2 separate regions of the Triticum aestivum genome follow, and region 2 is linked to region 1. Evidence: chromatin contacts called from public Hi-C data. All regions are on one chromosome and are shown on one strand. Each heading gives the region's core, a stretch centred on a gene start, on an enhancer-like site or on the middle of the called end of the contact. The rest is flanking DNA. Distances are from core to core; before and after follow the strand shown. Region 1 has its middle 31 kb from the start of LOC123189411. Region 2 holds the start of LOC123189412.

Region 1 (2,573 bases), core at 50-2,549:
TGAGAGGGTGTGCGTTATGGTCTGGCTTGTATTTGCTCCCCCTATCCTCTTCTTTTATTGCCTGAATCCCTCCTCTCTTGCTTCCTAATCCCCAATTGTCTCTCCCAAATACTCTTGTGAAGTGGTTAAATCTAGTTTCATTGATCGGGGCACACAACAAGGTAGTAGGGTAGTTGCACCTTGTCCACTACAAATCGAACCCTATTTTTTTTACATCTTAAGTGTTTCATTAAAAGAGTATCGTTTTTGTAGGAGATGACATTGTTGTTGATGGTAAAACTTTAGTGATGGCTATCAATTTTGAATCTCCGAAGTCTCGGTTTTCAGTTAACACTACGTAATACAAACAAATTACGGAGAGGCAACCCATGATTAGATGACTTGAATGGGTGGTGGAATCAAACCTTTGTATGTACTACCTCCGTCCTGATTTGAGTTAAAGTTTGATCATATATTTAACTAGCAAAGTATTAATCTTGTCACCAAAAATTATATTTTTGAATTCATATTTGAATATAATTTACAATAATATTGTTTTCGATACATATAACTTATATTTCATTAGTTAAAATCAGGGTCAAAATATGACCCCAAAAATGAGAAAGACTAGTAGAGATGTAATAAACATGCATTATATAATCACCGAATCCAAGGTTGGGTTCGAAAAGCCAGTGAAGACGATCTTTCACTGTCCAGAAAATTACCTAGCTCGACCCTATAGGCCAATACTCGAAACCGTAAAAAGACGACAAGTTGTGGCAGCGGCAGATCTGAGATCTGCACCAGTTCTTGGCCGCGATTCCATTCACGTCGCTTTCACCCAAAAGTGGAGGTCGCCCTCCGTGGGCCTGGAGGGCTGTAGCGACATGGCCAAGCCACGGCTCGCAAGCTGTTACGTGCACAAGTTGTGCGCCCCCAAGGCCCCCGTCGCTCACGCTGGATTATTGCGGGTCGCGACCGCGCAACGTTGTTTGGTAGTAGTACTGTACCACTTTAATTATTGAGCGGTGGGCCAGCTAAATATCACGACAACATAGTATACTAAAAGAGTCGAAAAATACAGCCAGCCTCGGCCCGCGGCGCCGCAGCCAGGCCCGGCTCGGCTCGGCTCGAGTCGCCCTCCACCGTCCGTTCCGGGAACCGCATCCGGTTCGCCGTGATGGCCACCTGTCGAGATCCCACAGGCCGCCCGAATTCTTTTACTGGCGTCCACGCGCCCGGCCCGCCCCCCCGGGCGAACCAAAAGCAGCCCAGCAGCCCTGGCCCCTCCACGCCGACCGGTAGGCCCAGGGGATGCCTGCCACCCACCCGTCATCGGGCGTCCCATGAATCTCCCCGCTGGGATTCCCGGTAGCTCTCGCGCCAGGCAGCGCCAACGTCGCGGCGCCCCGGGCCTGTCGGGCCCCGCCACGCCGCGCGCAGCCATTCGCCCGCCCCACCGTGCGCGTCGGGCGCGACCGGTTGGCGAGGGGGCGGGACGTCACGGGGACAGCGGCCGGCCGCATGTTCGTGGGTGGGTCGTGGGCGGGTGTGGTGTGGAGGCTTGGGCCTGTGGTTCCTCCTCACTCGTTGCGACGCGGGAACGTCGGGGAATCTCCCACCCCTTTTCCCTTCCGACGGCGATTACGACGTTAACGTCTCGTCAGCGCGCGAGGTTAACAAGTAATTTGGCTGCGTGCTCCTCTTTGCCTTGGCCACCCAAACGGACGATGATGGGTGGTGGAGGCACTGTGCAGGAGTTGGTGAGGCGCGCGGGAGCCAATCATCCCCCGGTTTTGTTCGCCTCCGTGACGTGATCGCCATCCGATTTGGAAGTTCTCGCACGTTTAGTAGCCCCCAAGATTCCACGGGCCGGGCGGGGCTTGCGTCTCCGATGCGAATTAGACCGGCTGATCGGCTGTTATTGGCTGAGCCTGGTTGTTTAAGTGGGAAAAACTGGTAGTTTATGGGCCGTGGGCACGCGCGAGGGATCCACAGGCACGATCGTGCTTCCTGCGACGACGATGAGATCACAGGTTTAAAATGAGCACCTCCTCCATGAATCCGCGGACGGAACCAATGCTTTCGTCAGTGAATACGGGATGGGAGCAGCGAATGCCTTATTTTTCAGCAAGTTGGCCGAGGGGCCAATGGGGTTATGGCGTGGGTCAAAATGATTAGGTTCTCAGAATCTAAATCATCGGCGCAACCTTCCATTGGTGGTCACTCGCCAGTTGTGTCGGCTCAAAAGATGCACGCCAGTTTTAAGGTAATGGCGAAAAGGCATCAGCTTTTTTTTTTTGAGTGGAAGCTTTCATCACAGATATTACACAATGTAATGCACGTTTACACAGAGCCACGCACAAAAGAATGCAGGAAGATTTCTGCAGGTACACACTCATGTAGTTCCGTGTAACAGAGGACCGAGAGCAGAAACAAAAAAAGTGATTCGAAGGAGAGGCAACATAAGCTACGTGTACTAGCCTTGTAGCACAAGCGTTCGCCGTGTTGTGTACCAAGCTAAACATCCTCCGTCGTCGTACGGTATGGAGGGTTTGTTTTCTTAGAAAAATTTTGGAGGTGAAGCAGGGTTT
Region 2 (2,573 bases), core at 44-2,543, 190 kb before region 1:
GACCATAAACCCATGTTGTTCTCTTCTGAATAAATAAGCAAAACTCTGGATTAAAAAAATGAAACCACTGTCAAACATGTCCCTTTTTCTCGCAATTTTTTGGTATTATAGGCACAAGTACTATGAAATTTTAACATATTTGAAGGGCGTTAACAACAGAACCTCCCCATAATTAACCGTGCATTCGATCAGATGTTAAACTGTACTTCCTCTGTGCCAAATTATAAGACGTTTTTGGTAGGCTATTTAGCTTACCAAAAACGTCTTATAATTTGGGACAGGGCTAGTAGCTCACACTGGATGGCAATAAAGATGACAAATCGTTCAAAATACAGGTGCAAGGGTAGACTAGTTGACTTCAAACTTGCAGCTTGTACAGAAACTGAGAGACAACTAGTCTGGACAAGATTGCTTAATGAAGAGCACGCTGTACCTCCCTTGGATTTAACCATGCCGTTTCCCCCACTGAAACGGACAGCAACTTTTGTTGCATGGCAAGACGAAATTTACTGAGAAAGATGTAGGACACGACGCATGAACCTTCCCCTAGCAATCAAGGAAGTAGCCAGAACAAGAAAAACATGCATAGCCTGTGACAGTCTATCTTGTCAAACTGAAAGGACATGGGCAGAGAGAAGAAAGAACACCCCAAAGAGTAAGATGATGCCTTTTATCCGGAGGGATACAGGGTTCAGAGCCCCTATACCCATACCATCTCAATTCAGAAGTCAGAACACCCCAAATCGAGAACCTCAGATACTCCAAAAACGGAAATCCCCTCCTCGATCCTAGCCCCCGCAAAAACCTGAAATTCTCCCGGTGGCTGACTAGAACAGATCTGGCCGCGGCCGTTCCCATCAGTAAAAGTCCCACCGGAGAAACAAATGGCGGCAGACATGAATCCCCCCAAATCAATCGACACGCGAGAAGAGAGGACGAAGGAATTGGGACCAGCGACGGCTCGTTCCTTCCTCGGAGCCCCCGAAAGCCGTGACGACGTGCAAAAGGAGGGAGGACGGAAAAGGACAAGAGGAGTGCGTGCGGCAGCGTATCTCTATCTCCGCGAGAGGGGGGAGGAGGGAGGCGGGAGGCAACGGTCACCTGGCGCGCGCACGGCGGAGGGGGCGGGCGGCCTGCTGAGAGGCGGCGGGAGGGCGGAAATCGCGGCGGGCGATGAGGCGGAGACCGGGACGGCGATGGGGAGTGCTTGTGTTTCGCTTTTGGTGCGGGCTGCGGGCGGTGGCGTCGCGAAGTGCCTGCGCGCGTGGGAATGGAGGCGGGGCGGGGCGGGGGCGGGGAGGGAGAGATTGGTAGGGCTCGCCTGGTGCAGGTGGGTGGGACGGGTTGATGACGGCGGGAGTACGAGAGAGCGCCTACCTACCTGGCACTGCCAGGCTTGTTGGCTCAGCTCAGCTCGCTGAGCCAAGCGGCAACCAGCGCCAGCTGGTCTCGTCACCCCTTTCTCGCGTGTTGCGTATCGTGTGTGCGCTTCTCTCTTTTCTTTTAGCCGAAAAGGAAGTCGCGCCTCATGTGGCGACAAGATGAGGCTTTGGGTTCCTCCGTACCCAACTGCGCAACCCGAAAATTCCAGAAGCGGGGCGCGGTATACGCACGGGAAACGCGTACGTACACACAACCGTTCTTTTTTTCTTTTGAGCCACATATATACACGACGTCTACGGGAACTAAAGTTTGCGGACTTAAATAAACAATATAAAATTCTGTTAGGCGTAATGAAATTAGGGCAACTCCAACTACCTACATCGTTGACGGACAGTCGGGCACATCAAATGTTCGTGCACACGATTTGGACATATCCATGGACAGTGATATGGGAGACGGCTCTAGCCATAGACGTCAAATAAGCATCAAATTTTTTTTCTTTTTTCCTCGCCAACTCATAATATGAGCGGTGAGTTTCGCATAAGATGTTGGTGTGCATCGTTAGCAGAGGCGGGTGTGGCTCATGTTATGGACTCCTGAGATGAAAAAAAGCATCAAATCATAGCAGGTGGATGTGGACCTAGATGAAAAAATACATGGGGTGTGGAAGATATAAGTCCAATTGACAAGTGAGCCGGTGGTGAACGTCCAGACTCCCGCCAACCGAATTATCCTATATGATGCATTCATGTGTCAAGTTGCCGTATTTCCGCACAAGACTTGCGATTGAGCGATGATCTCGGACGGCCTTTTAGCGTTCCCGTTTTGGGGTTTTTTCTGGTTTCGGGAACCTTCTAGGGGTCTTTTTTATGTTTCTTTTTCATTTTCCTCTTTTTTTCCTTTTTAACTTTATTTTCCTTTTCAAAATGTTTGTATTTTTTAAAAAGCTATCATAAATACTTTAGAAATTCAAAAAAAAATATTTTCAAACAAATTGCAATTTCAAAAAAATTTGTTTTTTGAAAAAAATGCCGCTTTTCAAAAGTTTATAAATGTTCTTGTTTTCAATTTTTGTTCATCAATTCAAAACATGTTCGTGATTTAAAAAACACAAATTTGGAAAAATGTTTGCCTTTTCCAAATTTTGTTCATAATTTCCAAAAAAAGTTGCCGGTTGTCAAATTTTGCTC

What was found. Hi-C and Micro-C count contacts between places; a contact is called where the count stands out from the background.
Region 2: a contact with region 1 is called in a Hi-C map of leaf, with 5 times the contacts expected there. The contact joins the promoter of LOC123189412 here to the enhancer-like site in region 1. A contact is called at or near these places in 3 of 5 Hi-C or Micro-C datasets (all in leaf) and 1 of 1 datasets of contacts at active chromatin or transcription factors (leaf).

The regions. Positions count from the first base shown.
Region 1 is chr2A:559,516,122-559,518,694 of IWGSC CS RefSeq v2.1, reverse strand. No RefSeq gene overlaps it. Among protein-coding and RNA genes, the nearest start is that of LOC123189411, 31 kb to the right of the region's middle. Within about 2 kb of position 1,299, at least 8 of the 8 cell types and tissues checked have an H3K27ac peak or open chromatin away from gene starts, as enhancers often do. A contact at or near this core is called in leaf, where this site is marked.
Region 2 is chr2A:559,704,533-559,707,105 of IWGSC CS RefSeq v2.1, reverse strand. It overlaps LOC123189412, which reads right to left and starts at 1,293. Exons shown (of 2, transcript XM_044601822.1): 1 at 1,102-1,293.